2 separate regions of the Mus musculus genome follow, and region 2 is linked to region 1. Evidence: chromatin contacts called from public Hi-C data. All regions are on one chromosome and are shown on one strand. The core of a region is the stretch at or near the end of the contact, and the rest is flanking DNA. Distances in the headings are between cores, read along the strand shown. Region 1 has its middle 6.6 kb from the start of Ms4a6d. Region 2 overlaps Stx3 (syntaxin 3).

The links. A called contact is a pair of places that touch in the nucleus more often than the background predicts.
Region 2: a contact with region 1 is called in a Hi-C map of bone marrow-derived macrophages, with 26 read pairs. A contact is called at or near these places in 19 of 39 promoter capture datasets (the C10 cell line, the HPC-7 cell line, the SN4741 cell line and 12 more), 73 of 484 Hi-C or Micro-C datasets (B cells, the Ba/F3 cell line, CD4 T cells and 34 more), 43 of 130 datasets of targeted methods (the 230-238 cell line, CD8 T cells, DN3 thymocytes and 24 more) and 5 of 9 other capture datasets (adipose tissue, embryonic stem cells, liver and 2 more).

Annotation. Positions count from the first base shown.
Region 1 is chr19:11,608,123-11,614,665 of GRCm38.p6, reverse strand. No RefSeq gene overlaps it. Among named protein-coding and RNA genes, the nearest start is that of Ms4a6d, 6.6 kb to the right of the region's middle.
Region 2 is chr19:11,785,137-11,791,679 of GRCm38.p6, reverse strand. Stx3 (syntaxin 3) reads left to right here. Exons shown (of 11, transcript NM_152220.2): 4 at 2,049-2,123; 5 at 3,444-3,511; 6 at 5,047-5,155; 7 at 5,922-5,995; 8 at 6,156-6,290. Among named protein-coding and RNA genes, the nearest start is that of Mrpl16, 18 kb to the right of the region's middle.

The DNA.
Region 1 (6,543 bases), core at 1,761-4,260:
GGTTAATTAGGGGTGCCAACTCAAATGGTTTCAGAGGCTATGTAGTCACATTACAGGGTGTCTGCAGCCTGGAGACCCTGGAACACCAGTAGCGTGGTTTAGTCTAAATTCCAAGCCTCCAGAATCAAGGAAGCTTGTGGTGTATTCTGTTTGAGGTCAAAGACCTTAACTTTTGGAGACACCAGCCAAGCCTAGGAGTGCACAGCCTTCAAATCCCTTCCCTTACTATAACCCAGGACATATCAGGCACTCCACAATTTGCTTACAGTAGGTCACTATCTTTTCAGCTACATTCCAGTCAGTCAACTAAATGAGCTGTTAGTGCCCTCCCTAACCCCCAACCTAAAACATTATATTCAGCCGATCTGGGTAGAGAGCTCATTTTGATAAATATACGCAGCGCCAAATCCAACCATTCTTTAGCTATCTTCCTGTGCACACTTAAACATCTGTTCCCACACAATATTTTTGAGACTTCCGCTCTGTAATAACAATGTAGAAAACCCAAGCAGTTGTTTTTCTTTTCCCAGACGCCAGCGGATTGTGCTGCTTTAAATGCCTAGATTTTTATTAACACAGTATTTATTTACTTATTTTTATTTTATGTGTGTGTTGTCTCTGTGTTAAGGTCAGACTGAGACATCTGTTATCTCCCTCTATTGCTGTCCACCTCATTGCCGTGAGACAGGCTCTCCTGCTGAGCTGGCAATTATGTTCACCTAGGCTGTTTGGCTAGCCATCTTGGCAGCAACAGCAATTCATGCAAGCCTGGCCACGGCAAAGCTCATCCCCTCCCACCCCTCAAGAACAAATATGTTTTCATTATGTGTACATTTTTTTCTTTTCTCTCTCTTTTTCCCCTGACAAATCTCTCCTGATATGATACATGATATTTGATTACACGCTATAAATTACATCCAGAACATTAGCCAAACTATTATGAGAAATACCAACCTGCTCATGTAGCCCATTTACTATATGGTAGAATATGGAATGAGAAAGGTTCATCTGGCCTCACAGGGAAAAAAAAGTGAGCATGAGGATTAGATAATGTTTTCTAAGTTCTTACTGGTGATCTGTGTATCCCCTTCTTTCCTACCTATCAGTCACTGCATTAAAAACTTTACCATAGAGAGGGAAATTCAGGATGCCATGGGGCCTCAGGAAGGAAACAGATGCTTGTCCCTAGAGGGAAGGGTTTCTGGCTGGCACTGAGGAGGTTAGTGTGAAGAGAAGAAGAAAAATGGTGAGCACCAAGCTTCCAGGTAGTCTTTCTTCTGTGTCTTTGTGAAAATGTCCTGCGGCATTTGTGAAGTTGCATAATGCCTGTCCAACTTTTACATCTTGGGCTGGTTTTATGTGTTCATTATAATGATGGTGAAGATAATTCTACTTCCTGTTTAGAAAAGGTGTTCCTGTAGATTATTCCAAAAGAGGAACCACATTGAAAAGCAATGTTATCTCTCCTGGTTCTTTTCCTTTCTTAGTCATAACTTGATTAGATATATAATCTCATGTTTTTATATGATCTTTTGCCTTTTTTCTCTTTTATTTCTCATTTGTTCATAGTATAGGACATAAGTATGTCCCCTCATGTTCTAAAATATTTAATATTTAAGCACTATCATGTTATGATTAAGCATCTTTTCTGGTGGTGTTCTTCCAATCAAAGGGTGGTCTGGGGGCGCCTCAGGCAGTTAAGTGCCTATGTCACAAGCAGGCAGACTTGATTTCAGCTTATCCAGAACCCATATAAAATATCCATGCCCATGGCACATACATACAACATGGAGGAGCTGGGAATGCTGAGATAAGAGGGACTTTGGAGCTTATTGTCCAGCCAGTGTAGTCAAATTGATGAGCTCCAGGTCTGGTGAGACAGCCTGACTCAAAATATAGGGTGTGTCAGTGTTGGTAGGTTTACATGGGAAGGATGATCTATCAAAGAAAGAGAGCCACTATAGGATGAATTCAGGCTTCTCAGCGGCTGTGGGGGGTGGGGGAGAGGGGAGGAAAGCTTCTGAGGTGCTGAACCCTGAGAACAGCACCCTTGAAGCTCTGTTTATTGTTACACAAAATGTACTTTTAGCAAGTCAATTTCCACATACCAAAACTTCTTATCTGATCTAGGGGTTATCATCACCTAAGCAAGTCTCAGCTGTGGTTCACCAGGTCGTCTCTGACCTAAGATAAGCAAAGGCTCTGAGAAACCTTCCAAGGGATAGCCTCATAAAATCTCAGATAACCATCACTGACAAAGGCTATATTAAAGGTTAGGTGCCTTCACTCCAGAGTCCTGCCAGATTCAAAGGTTCCACCCCTGAAATTCTGTAACAGGTGGACAGTGATTGATGAAGATCTCAACATTGGCCTCTGGCCTCTGCATTCATGCATAGTTGTGTACTGCTGCACATGTGCACTCCCACAGAGAAGGAGGAGGAGGGGAAGGAGGAAAAGAAAGAGGAGGAGTAGAAGGCACCTTTGATAGTCTGGGGCCAATTAGAAAACTCAGAGTAGATTTATTAGGGTATGTTTAACATCTTGAAGTATAAATGATAAATAGTAACAGAAATTTGAGATGGCATCTGAGGCTTGAGTTCATCCTGGGGAAGGACAAATTTGGAATGGGTTTGTTTCCTGGAGAAAGTGTGGTTTAACTACTTGAAAGAAGTGTGTAGATTTATCCAGGCTGGAATGCGTCTGCAGTTAAGTAACAAATTATTTGCAGTGGGTGATCAGTAGTAGTGTCACTGCTGTGTAGTGAATGTTTGGGGCAAGTCGGGGCTATGCTCTTCAGAGTGCATGAGGTTTACAGGAAGGAAAAGCACACAGCCACAGGAGGCTGGCTGTCTCCAGATAGCCCACGGATTGTCAATAGAACCCGCATGAAGCTGGTCGCATCAGTGAGCGTCTGCTCTTCTTGACCAGAAGGTATCTGCATTACAAATTTGAGGATGCAGGCTTGGAATGGACATGCTGTGGGCCTGTGCCTGGTGCCAGAGAGCACAGGAATCCTCTTGCTGTTACAACAACTCTTTTGCTCCCTCTACTGGGAAGCTTAACACATTGTTCCCTTTACAGGAGAACTGCTTAAATTGCCTTAAAAGGCAATTTCAGAATCGGCTAACACAAACAACATATATTTTGTTTACTGTTCGACATCCAGCACCAAAATCTATTCTTGTGTCTGAAAAGCATTATACAATGATTATTGTATTTTAGTTTATTAAACAGTTTTCTTAATAACGAGCATACAAAAAGTCATGTCATAAGTACTACTTTCTACAATGATTTATTAGATTTCTTTATATGGGGATTTTGTATTGGAGATTGATTCTAGGACCTGACACAGGGAAGGCAAACACTATACCCTGAGTTGTATTTTCAGTCTTCATTTTAATTTTTATTTTGAACCAGGATCTCATTGAATTGTCCAGTCTGGCCTTATATTTATTCTCTAGCCCAGACAGGCTTTGAACTTGTAAGGCTTAAGCCTTCCGAATATCTAGTATTATAGGCAAATATCATCAGGTCCATCTGATGTAAGGACCTGTTAGTCATTTCTATTAGAAGATATGAATGTGGATGTTATGTCTGCAATCACAATTTCAACATTTAGCAATAGGACTAAATTACTATTTTATGCTAAACTGTATTCCTTAGTGCATCTATCTGTACCATCAGCCAGGCACAGAGAGAATAACACTGTGTGAACATCATGTCCTTATCTAAGAAAGCAAACTTGGAGGACAGAAAGAAGCCAAGTTATGGTGGCCAGAAGTCCTAAGGGTATGAAATGAAGAACTACTTGTCTAAGGAATGTAAAGTTTCAGCAACATAAGATGAATAATGTTTAGAATCGTATTGTATACTCTGGTCATCATTTCCCAAATAAAATATGTTTAGAAACTTAAAATAGAAGATTTTAAATATCTCATTAAAATCAGTTGACTAGATGGGTACTTTATTTATCCTCATAAGTCATCCCAGAGACATCAAAGCTCAACATACTCCAATATGTACATAATTATCATTTGCCAATTAAGATAACAGAAACACGATACATTATTTTGTTTAGAATGCACCAGACTTTCTTCACAATTTAACAAGTGTAAACTTGATTAAATCATTTTATTATGTAACAAAAATGCATTACGGAAACATGATGAAAAGCTTCGGAGATGAGGCTGAGTTGAAAGCTGTTCTAATCATGAAATCCTAATGAACAATACATTTCTCATTTTCGTTTTTCCTATTTTTATTGGATATTTTCTTTATTTACATTTCAGATGTTATCCCCTTTCTCGGTTCCCCCCTCCCCCCGAGACTCCCTATCCCATCCTCCTTTCCCCTGCTTCTATGAGGGTGCCCCCCTTCCCATCCTTGCATTCCCCTACACTGGGGCATCACATTTCTCATTTCCTTATTTGTCTTCCTTAAGAGGTCTAGAATTATTTTTTTGCATGCCACTCTGATTCTAGCATCTAGGAAAAAACTCTGAAATTGGTGAGTAAATCTCAGCCCAGTGACTGAATAAATAAAATGTTTCCAGAAGTCAGGACTTCAACTGTGTGGCAGAAAATATTTCCCTCCTACATTTAAAGCTGAACATACGGAAGCACCCCGTGAGGCTTTGCTGGTAACATCAGATTCATTTAACCTCTCGTTCAAATCACCCAGAACTGTCAGTCACACAGAAGAGGCAGGGAAAACATTTCACTCATTCTTGTACACCATTTCTCTAAAGGCATCCTGACTGACCAAAGATGAATATGAGGACATGCTTGTCTGTTTCAGGCAGGCCTCTCTGCACAGGTATATGACTGGTCATCTTGCAGAATCATGTATGTGAGGCTGTAGGCAGGCTTCTAGATGCAAGTCCGAAGATGGTGGGATGAGAGCAAGTCAGCCACCAGGTGGTAAATACAGTAACTGAGACCACGGAACTAGATTCATCTCAGTTCCTTGACTTTAGTTTCCTACTTTGTGTCTGCTTCTATATTTCTGAAGTAAGAGGAATAAATAAAATTTCCTCAGCATTTGACAGGCCTTCTTCTGCAGCCCCTGGAAGAGGAGAGTTGAGCTAAAACCAAGTTGAAAATTGTTGGCAATCAGACACGTCTATGGACAGCTAGAAGTGACTTCAGAACAATTAGGCATCTTTACAGCCAGCCCTCGAAGGACCCAGGTACAAGAGTTGTAGGAGGAATGGCACCTGCGACCTCTGTGTTGTTGATTCCGTGTCACCTCACCTCCAACCCCCAAGGGCAGGCAGGGTTGGGCATCGAGTAGTCCGGGGCACAGGCAGCAAAGAATCACACTTCCAGACTTTGGCCAGGGCCTTTTCTCTTTGGGTCTTGTGATCTAGAGGATATGTTTGGAACTTGGACTTCCATTTCTTACATTCCTCAGTATGAATTTATTTTTAGGGTAGGAATTATTTGTGATCATTTAAAGTACAGTAGACTTCTGTGTTGATGTGTGCCCCTCTTTCCTTGGATGCAAAGTAACCTGTTGGAACCCTGGTAGGCTTGGTTCAAGCATTTTCTATTGCATTGTAATCAGTTACACAAACCTAGAAACTTAAATAAACCCCCACATCTTTATTGACACTCAGCATCCATGTGTCAAGATAGGGATATAGTTTTGTCAAGTGCTTGCTTATAAGTTGTAGGCTATGCTTGTGCTGTTGGATGGATTGCCGTGTCCTATAGTGATTCTGGTTCTCTTTCATGATCACAGGGCAGAATTCATTTCTTTACTGGTTTAGAATGAATGGTAGTGTACTTTGAGAAAACAGGGAAGCAAAGATGTCAAGTTCTTTTGAGTTTTTTTTTCTTTGAATTGGCACACCTAATTATTCTAGGTTCATGTATAATAATATCCTCTATGATAGAATCAAAGTCAACTGATCATTATGGCGATTAATCATTTTTGTGTGAGGGCTGGAGAGACAGCTCAGCAGTTAAGAGGACTGACTGCTCTTCCAAAGGTCCTGAGTTCAAATCCCAGCAGCCACATGGTGGCTCACAACCATCCATAATGAGATCTGATGCCCTTTTCTGGTGCATCTGAAGACAGCTACAGTGTACTTAGATATAATAATAAATAAATCTTTAAAAACATATTTTTTTGTGTGAACTTAATCAGATCTGCAACCAATGAAGAGAGATTCTGGAGGGCAGTCTTTAAGGGGATTTCAAAGGAGGATTAACTGGATGGAGAATACTCTCCCTGATTGTAAGTGGGCAATATCTTCCCACAGCAATACAGAAATAGAGGGTTGGAAAGAAGAGGTGCTGCCACCTGCTGGTGTAGTTTTGCACATCGGCTCTGTTATTATTGCTGCTGCTCCCATTATTGGCTGCCAAACTGAACCCAACTTCTTTGGCCTTCCAACATAGACTAAAGATTAGCAGATCTCCAGGAATCCCCCAGGCTTTCAGTGCCAGATTGAGACTGTGAAGACATCAAGCTTCATGGGCTGAGTGACTCGTCTCCTCTGCACTGTTTAACTGCTTAGCTGGGATCATGTAAACTCAT
Region 2 (6,543 bases), core at 2,415-4,914, 180 kb before region 1:
CCTCTGCTCTGGGGATAGTAGGGGAGCATATACATTCCCTTGTGCTAATGCACATATGATATCACATCTCACCTCCCTCCCTCTCCCCTCCCCTCCCTTCCTTTCCCCTCTCTCCCTTCCTCCCTCTTTCCCTTCCCCCTCTCTCTTCCTCCCTTTCTCCCTCACTTCCCTCTCTTCTTCCCCCCTCCCTGCCTTCTCTCTCTTCTTCCCTCTCTCCCCCTTCCCTCTCTCTCTCTCCCCCTCACTCCTCCTCATACTTTTCTTCTCCTTCTCCTTTTCCTCCTCCTCCTCCCCCTTCTCCTCCTCCACCACCACCACCACCTCCTCCTCCTCCTCCTCCTCCTCCTCCTCCTCCTCCTCCTCCTCCTTCTTCTTCTTCTTCTTCTTCTTCTTCTTCTTCTTCTTCTTCTTCTTCTTCTCTCTCTCTCTCTCTCTCTCTCTCTCTCTCTCTCTCTCTCTCTCTCACACACACACACACACACACACACACGACATTTCTAAGCTCTTATTCCCAGTCTCTACCAGCTCTTTTCTTCATAGTCCCACTGGAACCATTGGCCAGCCTCTTCTATTTTGCAGCTTGTACCTCTCCTGACTAGCAGGGCCTCTTAGTGCTCCTCACACACCCCAGGCTCCATCCCAGCTTTGTGTCTTGGTTTGTGTTCTTCTGACTCAAGTTCACTTTCAGGCCCTCTTCCAGAATCCTCCCAGATGAAGGACATTTTTATTCCCTCTTTTCCTTATGAGTATTCTGGAATGGTTAGTGTAAGTCCCTTCTGTTTCTTACCTTGCATGTGTCACTGCTGCCGAGGCAAACTTTTGTTCTATATTTGGGGACTACAGTTTAGCACTGTATTTACGTTCCTAAGAAAAGTGACTATTTACTTTCCAATTAAAACCAGAACACTTCAGCAGAGCATATGGGAATCGTCCCCTCATGTTGCCACCTTCCTCTCCACCTTTCCCCTGCCACTCCTCCCCAGCCTGCTGATTTTCCTCACATTAACCTCTGACTAAACCTCAAACATTCCTTGTTCCGCATGCTCTTTATATATCATTCCTTCTTCTTGTGAGTCCTGCTTACTCTCCTTGGCTACCTAGCTAAGCTGTAGTCTGTCTCTCTCTCTCTCTTTCTAACTAATTTTTTTTAACCATTTGCTAACCTATAGTTTTTGTTGAGGCTCAGTTCTACTATCTCTGCCCTTAGGGGCTCTTCCAAGTTCCTTGAGGCTGTGTTAGGGTTTCTTCGTAGCCATCCCATGCACACCGTCCTCAGAACTGCTACATAGCAAGACTTCCGATGAACTCCCTCCTCATTCCCTGCCAGGCCCAGCTCCTTGATGGCTGTGAATCTATATCTCCTCTTTGGTCCCTTAATTTCTCGCTCAGTTCCAAGGGTGGAGGTACCAAAGGATGGTTCTGGAATGAATGGTTGTAGCCATTGTTAATTTTGGTCCATATTCCCACCATGAGTACAGTGCTCCATGCATGCATCAGCTGGGACAGCTCTGGGCATGTAGTAGGCACATCATAAATACTTGCCTTATTTACATTAATGGGCTTTGGTTGACGTTTCTTTTCCCCAGAACTTCCACGGAATCCTCTCCTATCTCCTGAGATTGAGCTCACATGGTAAACAAGTTAAGTCCTCTAAAAGCATGACTTGGATTGAGGAGGCTTGTTTTAAAAAAGCAAATCCTATGCTCTAACCCTGTATTTGGTTCTTTAGGTCTGGAATAGGGTACCTAAGGATGTCTTTTAATTTAGTTAATTAATAATTTTATTTTGGATGTTACGGATTGTACCCAGGGTTTGGTGCATGCTAAGCATGTGATCCACCACTATGCTATTTCCTTAGTCTGAAAATGCTTTAAAAAAGGAAAAAGAAAATCTTTGTGACTATAGTGGTAGATTCTAAAAAGCACATTGAGATGAGCACTGAAGTGGCAGCGGGCATCTGAGAGTTTCTGCCTCAACTGCTGACTGATGTAGCTTGCAGAGCAATTTGCCCTCTTTTCTAACTGAGCCTGCCTCTTATGTTTACCCAGAAACCAAAGATGACCTTGAACAGCTCACAACTGAGATCAAGAAAAGGGCCAACAACGTCCGGAACAAGCTGAAGAGTAAGACGGGAACACAGAAATAAGCCGGTCTCCACCACAGACAGAGACAGCCTCTCAGGGCCCACCTCTCACCTGCCAATAAGTGACACTACTTGTTCTGTTTTCACTGGAGGCGTGGGCACTGTCTCTGGACTGACCTTCTGTATCCTTAGACATTTATCACCTCTTGAGTTCTCACTGTAGTTGAAAACCCCAGCACTGCAGTTAGGAAGTGGGAGTAATTGTATGCGTCCCACCACTGCGTGGTCGGTCATTTTAGCTTAGTCCTTCAGTTCTCTCCTGCTGCTTCCTAGCACCTGTGTGTACATTTGAGAGGTAACTGCAGAGACATAGGCGCAGGGTCTGCTATTCAGTCAGCAGACATTTCTCTGTGCAGACCTTCTCATTCCTGCTTCCCTTCCTGGTTGTGGAGCACAGTTCAGTAAAGTCACTCTCATAGCTTGAATCCTCCCGGGGACCTCAAGCGCTCGCTTAGTTCCACAGCTGTAATCCATATTCCTGTCACAGTACTTGCTGAGTATGTGCTGTTGCTCAGAGAGGAAATCCCTATTCTTTCTTCCCTCCCCAATAAATTACAATAGTTACTTTAATGGATAGTGAGGGGAAGAGAGCTTCCAAAAATAGCGTTAATGTGACTGCCCCCTTGTTAAGCAGTTTGTTCGATCTTTGCTTTGGTATTTTAAAGAGATTCAGGTTGAGCATACTTAATCCAAAATTTTCAAATGCAAAATATTCCAAAATCTGAAACTTTTTGAGTATTCACATGACACTGTAAGTAGAAAATTCCATAGTAAGCCTCATAAGTATACTAAAAATGTAGTTCTAAATTATCTCTAAGCTCTAACATATCTGTGAAACACAAATGTGTCCTGTGAGCCAGCCCTAACATTATGTATATGCAAATATCCCAATTTTGACAAAATCGGAAACCCTCCTGGTTCTAAGCATTTCACACAAAGGGTGCCCAGCCTCTGTTGCTACTTTTTCCGTTTTATAAACAAGAGGACAGATGGATGAAAGAGTTACATGATTTCCCCCTTGTCACACAGCTAGTCCATGGCAGGGTAGGGATTTAAGTCTCAGTCCCTTGGTGACCTGAACTGAACTGTTAGTTGTGTTGCTGAGACCTGACATTAGCACAAGCTGATGAGGTCAAGTGTGTAGCTTGTGGGGGTGGACGCTGATCTTTTGTGATTGGATCTCCCTGTTGTCCATCTTCATAGCCTCTGTGTGTGAGGATGGGTAAGTAGGTCTGTGTAGAATAGGGTCTTTTGTAGAAGGAAGGATGGATATGTTGCTAGAGTAACCCTCTCACTGCAGGCATGGAGAAGCACATTGAGGAAGATGAGGTTCGGTCATCTGCAGACCTTCGGATACGAAAGTCCCAGGTAACTTTGTTTCTGGTTTAACAATCATTTTCACCACTTTTAAAAAATTATTATTTTTTTTTACCATGTGCATTAAAAAAGCAAGATTCTATTGTATTGGAACTGAGTTTGAGGAACCGGGAAAGGGGAACCATCCAGGCTGAGGCAGTGGCCAGGGCCCATTGTTCTCCTTTGGCCCTCTCTCATGTTCTAAAGGAGGCCCCTAAAGTACTCCCCTAGACTCTTCAGAGCGCACCTTCAACACTGCCTTGTTTTATAGGTCAAGAAATTGATTATGTCTTCTAAGGTTTGTTAGTTATAGTCACCCAGTTTGGAGTCAGGCACGTTGGAGCCATCAAAAACATGATCCTTGTCCTATGAGAACTTGGCCATGGTGGCTGCCTCACATAATCCCAACACTTTGGAGTCGGAGGCAAGAGGACTGCCGAGACTTCAAGGCTACCCTGCTTGAGCTATAGTGTGAGAACATTAAAAAAACAAAAACGGAACAGGAAAAAAAGGAGGGAGGAATCTCACATGATGTTTGAGTGGTGCAGTAAATATTGTATAGCAGAAAAGCATTGTAAGAAGGCATAATCGAATCCAGGGTCAGCACACCATTGAGAGATCTCATGGTGAATTGGCGGTGGCCTTGGGTAAGCAGGAGTACCAGTGTAGAAAGGCTCAGGAGGCAGAGCTTTCTTTTTTGAGAGAAATAAGAAATGTGATTAGGAGAGAGAGAGAGAGAGAGAGAGTGTGTGTGTGTGTGTGTGTGTGTGTGTGTGTGTTGGCAGCAGCAGAAAATGGTGTTGGTGGCAGCATTGGGATGAATTCAGGACAGATGAAATGGGAATACCCTACCTTGAGAAAAGAGTGTGTTGTTGGGTAGCAGATGCTAAATTTCCAGCAGATAACATAGTGTTACACTCCAAAAGTCTTTAAATACTAGTTGAGGGAATTTGGAGCTGATCCAGTAACTGCCCATCATTTGTTTCAGTCTACACAGCATCTAGGGGGATATGATAGTCCTTTGGATATGAGTGGGGAAGAGGCGAGAGGCTAGGAAGTTCCGAGTTAGACTTTTGTAATGATTTAGTCTGAATTTACATGGTAGTAGTGTGTTTGGCAAAAAGAGGAATAAGTAGGCTTGATGCTGTGAGGTGGGCAAGGAATAAAAGTTATTACTAAGGCCGGTTGAGAGAAAATGTTTATTGTAAGCAAGAAACCTTGAGGTTGTCACTTGGCATACTGCTTATGGGAAGCGTAGTCGACAACTGTAGCCAAGGTCATGGTGGAAAATGCTACTGGGCTCTCAGGTTCTCAGTAATTCTTTTTGACTGAGAATTATTATCACGTGAGTTCAGTAAAGAAGGAAATGAGTAATGGAGATTGCACATTGAAAGTGGCAGTGGATGCTTCCTACAGACTAGGAAAACAAAACTGCATTTTGGTCTTTTGGTTCCAAGCTCAGGACTGCTGCAGACTAGGCTGTATCAAGGTGGGATAGAGGTTTAAATCATCTCTGGGGGACTACTCACTTAACGTTGTTCCCACAGCACTCCGTCCTCTCCCGGAAGTTTGTGGAGGTGATGACAAAGTACAATGAGGCTCAGGTGGACTTCCGTGAACGCAGCAAAGGGCGCATCCAACGGCAGCTTGAAATTAGTATGTGTTTGAAGTCGGTCCATGTCTGTCCCCACCTTTTCCTGCTATGTGGTTGTCCATCCTGAGTCCTGGGAGAAGCAACAATGACCCTGCTGCTTGTGCCTTCTTTATTCTATTTGGCACTCCAACACAGAACAAATGCTATGGATTGATAGATCTGTAATATGCTATCCTGGGTTGAAAAGTGACACATATATTGAGCCAAGGAATTTTATTGTTTATGGGATCCAGCTCTTCCCTTCCCTTCAGGGGAACCCACTAAATAGTTGGTCTCCTGAGAACTCATTTTGCTGTTAAATGAAAAAGTACATTTATGAAAAATGATGTAGTGCTAGTTGCTGTGAGGAATTAAAAAATTAATAAAGCTATACTGTTTGGGAATTTAGTGATATGGAAGAATAGGCCCTACAAGGCAAATGGCTTCAAGTGAAAGAAGCTGTGTGAACAAAGGCGCTATCAAGAAAACACAGACGTGTTTGTTTCGAAGTGGCAAGTTGTCCAGAGTTGGACGGAGGGTGTGTTTGAAGGTGCAGTGTAAGGTTGCAGGAGGGCTGCCCACAGGCTGTGCACTGTCCTGAGGCCCTTGGCCTCTGTGGTACGGTGGTTGGGCTGGAGTGTGTGCTTAGGGTGGGGATTATTGCGATAATGTTAAAGATGGACTGGAGTCAGGAGGTTGTTGGCGGGGGGGGGGGGTAGTGTTTGGGAGGAAATTGTAAGTGGAGTTGTACGTTGAGCTTATATTTCATGCATCTCTTTTGTTACAAAGCTGGCAAGAAGACAACAGATGAGGAGCTGGAAGAGATGTTGGAGAGTGGCAACCCAGCCATCTTCACTTCTGGGGTGAGCGACCAAGGCACTCGCTTCAGTGGACAGGGATGAGCCCATGTGGGCTGCACTTGCAGCTCTGCAGGGGAGGGAACTTCTGTGGACTCTGAGGGCTGGGCAGGGCTGGTCTGTTACTAGGGTGGTTGACAGTCTGTCTGTGTGGGATCTGTTGTAGATCATTGACTCCCAGATTTCCAAGCAAGCCCTCAGCGAGATTGAGGGTCGGCACAAGGACATCGTAAGGCTGGAGAGCAGCATCAAGGAGCTCCATGACATGTTTATGGACATCGCCATGCTGGTGGAAAATCAGGTAGCTGGCGTATGGGAAAGCAGGCATTTCCCTGTGAACCGGAAATGGCATTTTGGAGGTCAGGTGGGGCAGGGGATAGAGCATTTTCCCCATGGGGCAACAGAATTCTAGTGTCTGAGGCAGAGGTGTGCATTTTTACTTCTTGAGTGCTGGCGCCTTGAGCCACCTCAGTCTTGTTTTCTTGCCTGTACTTTACTTTCACAGTGATTCTAGTTAGTAGTGAAGTTTCATGTCATGACAGAACCTAGTCTGC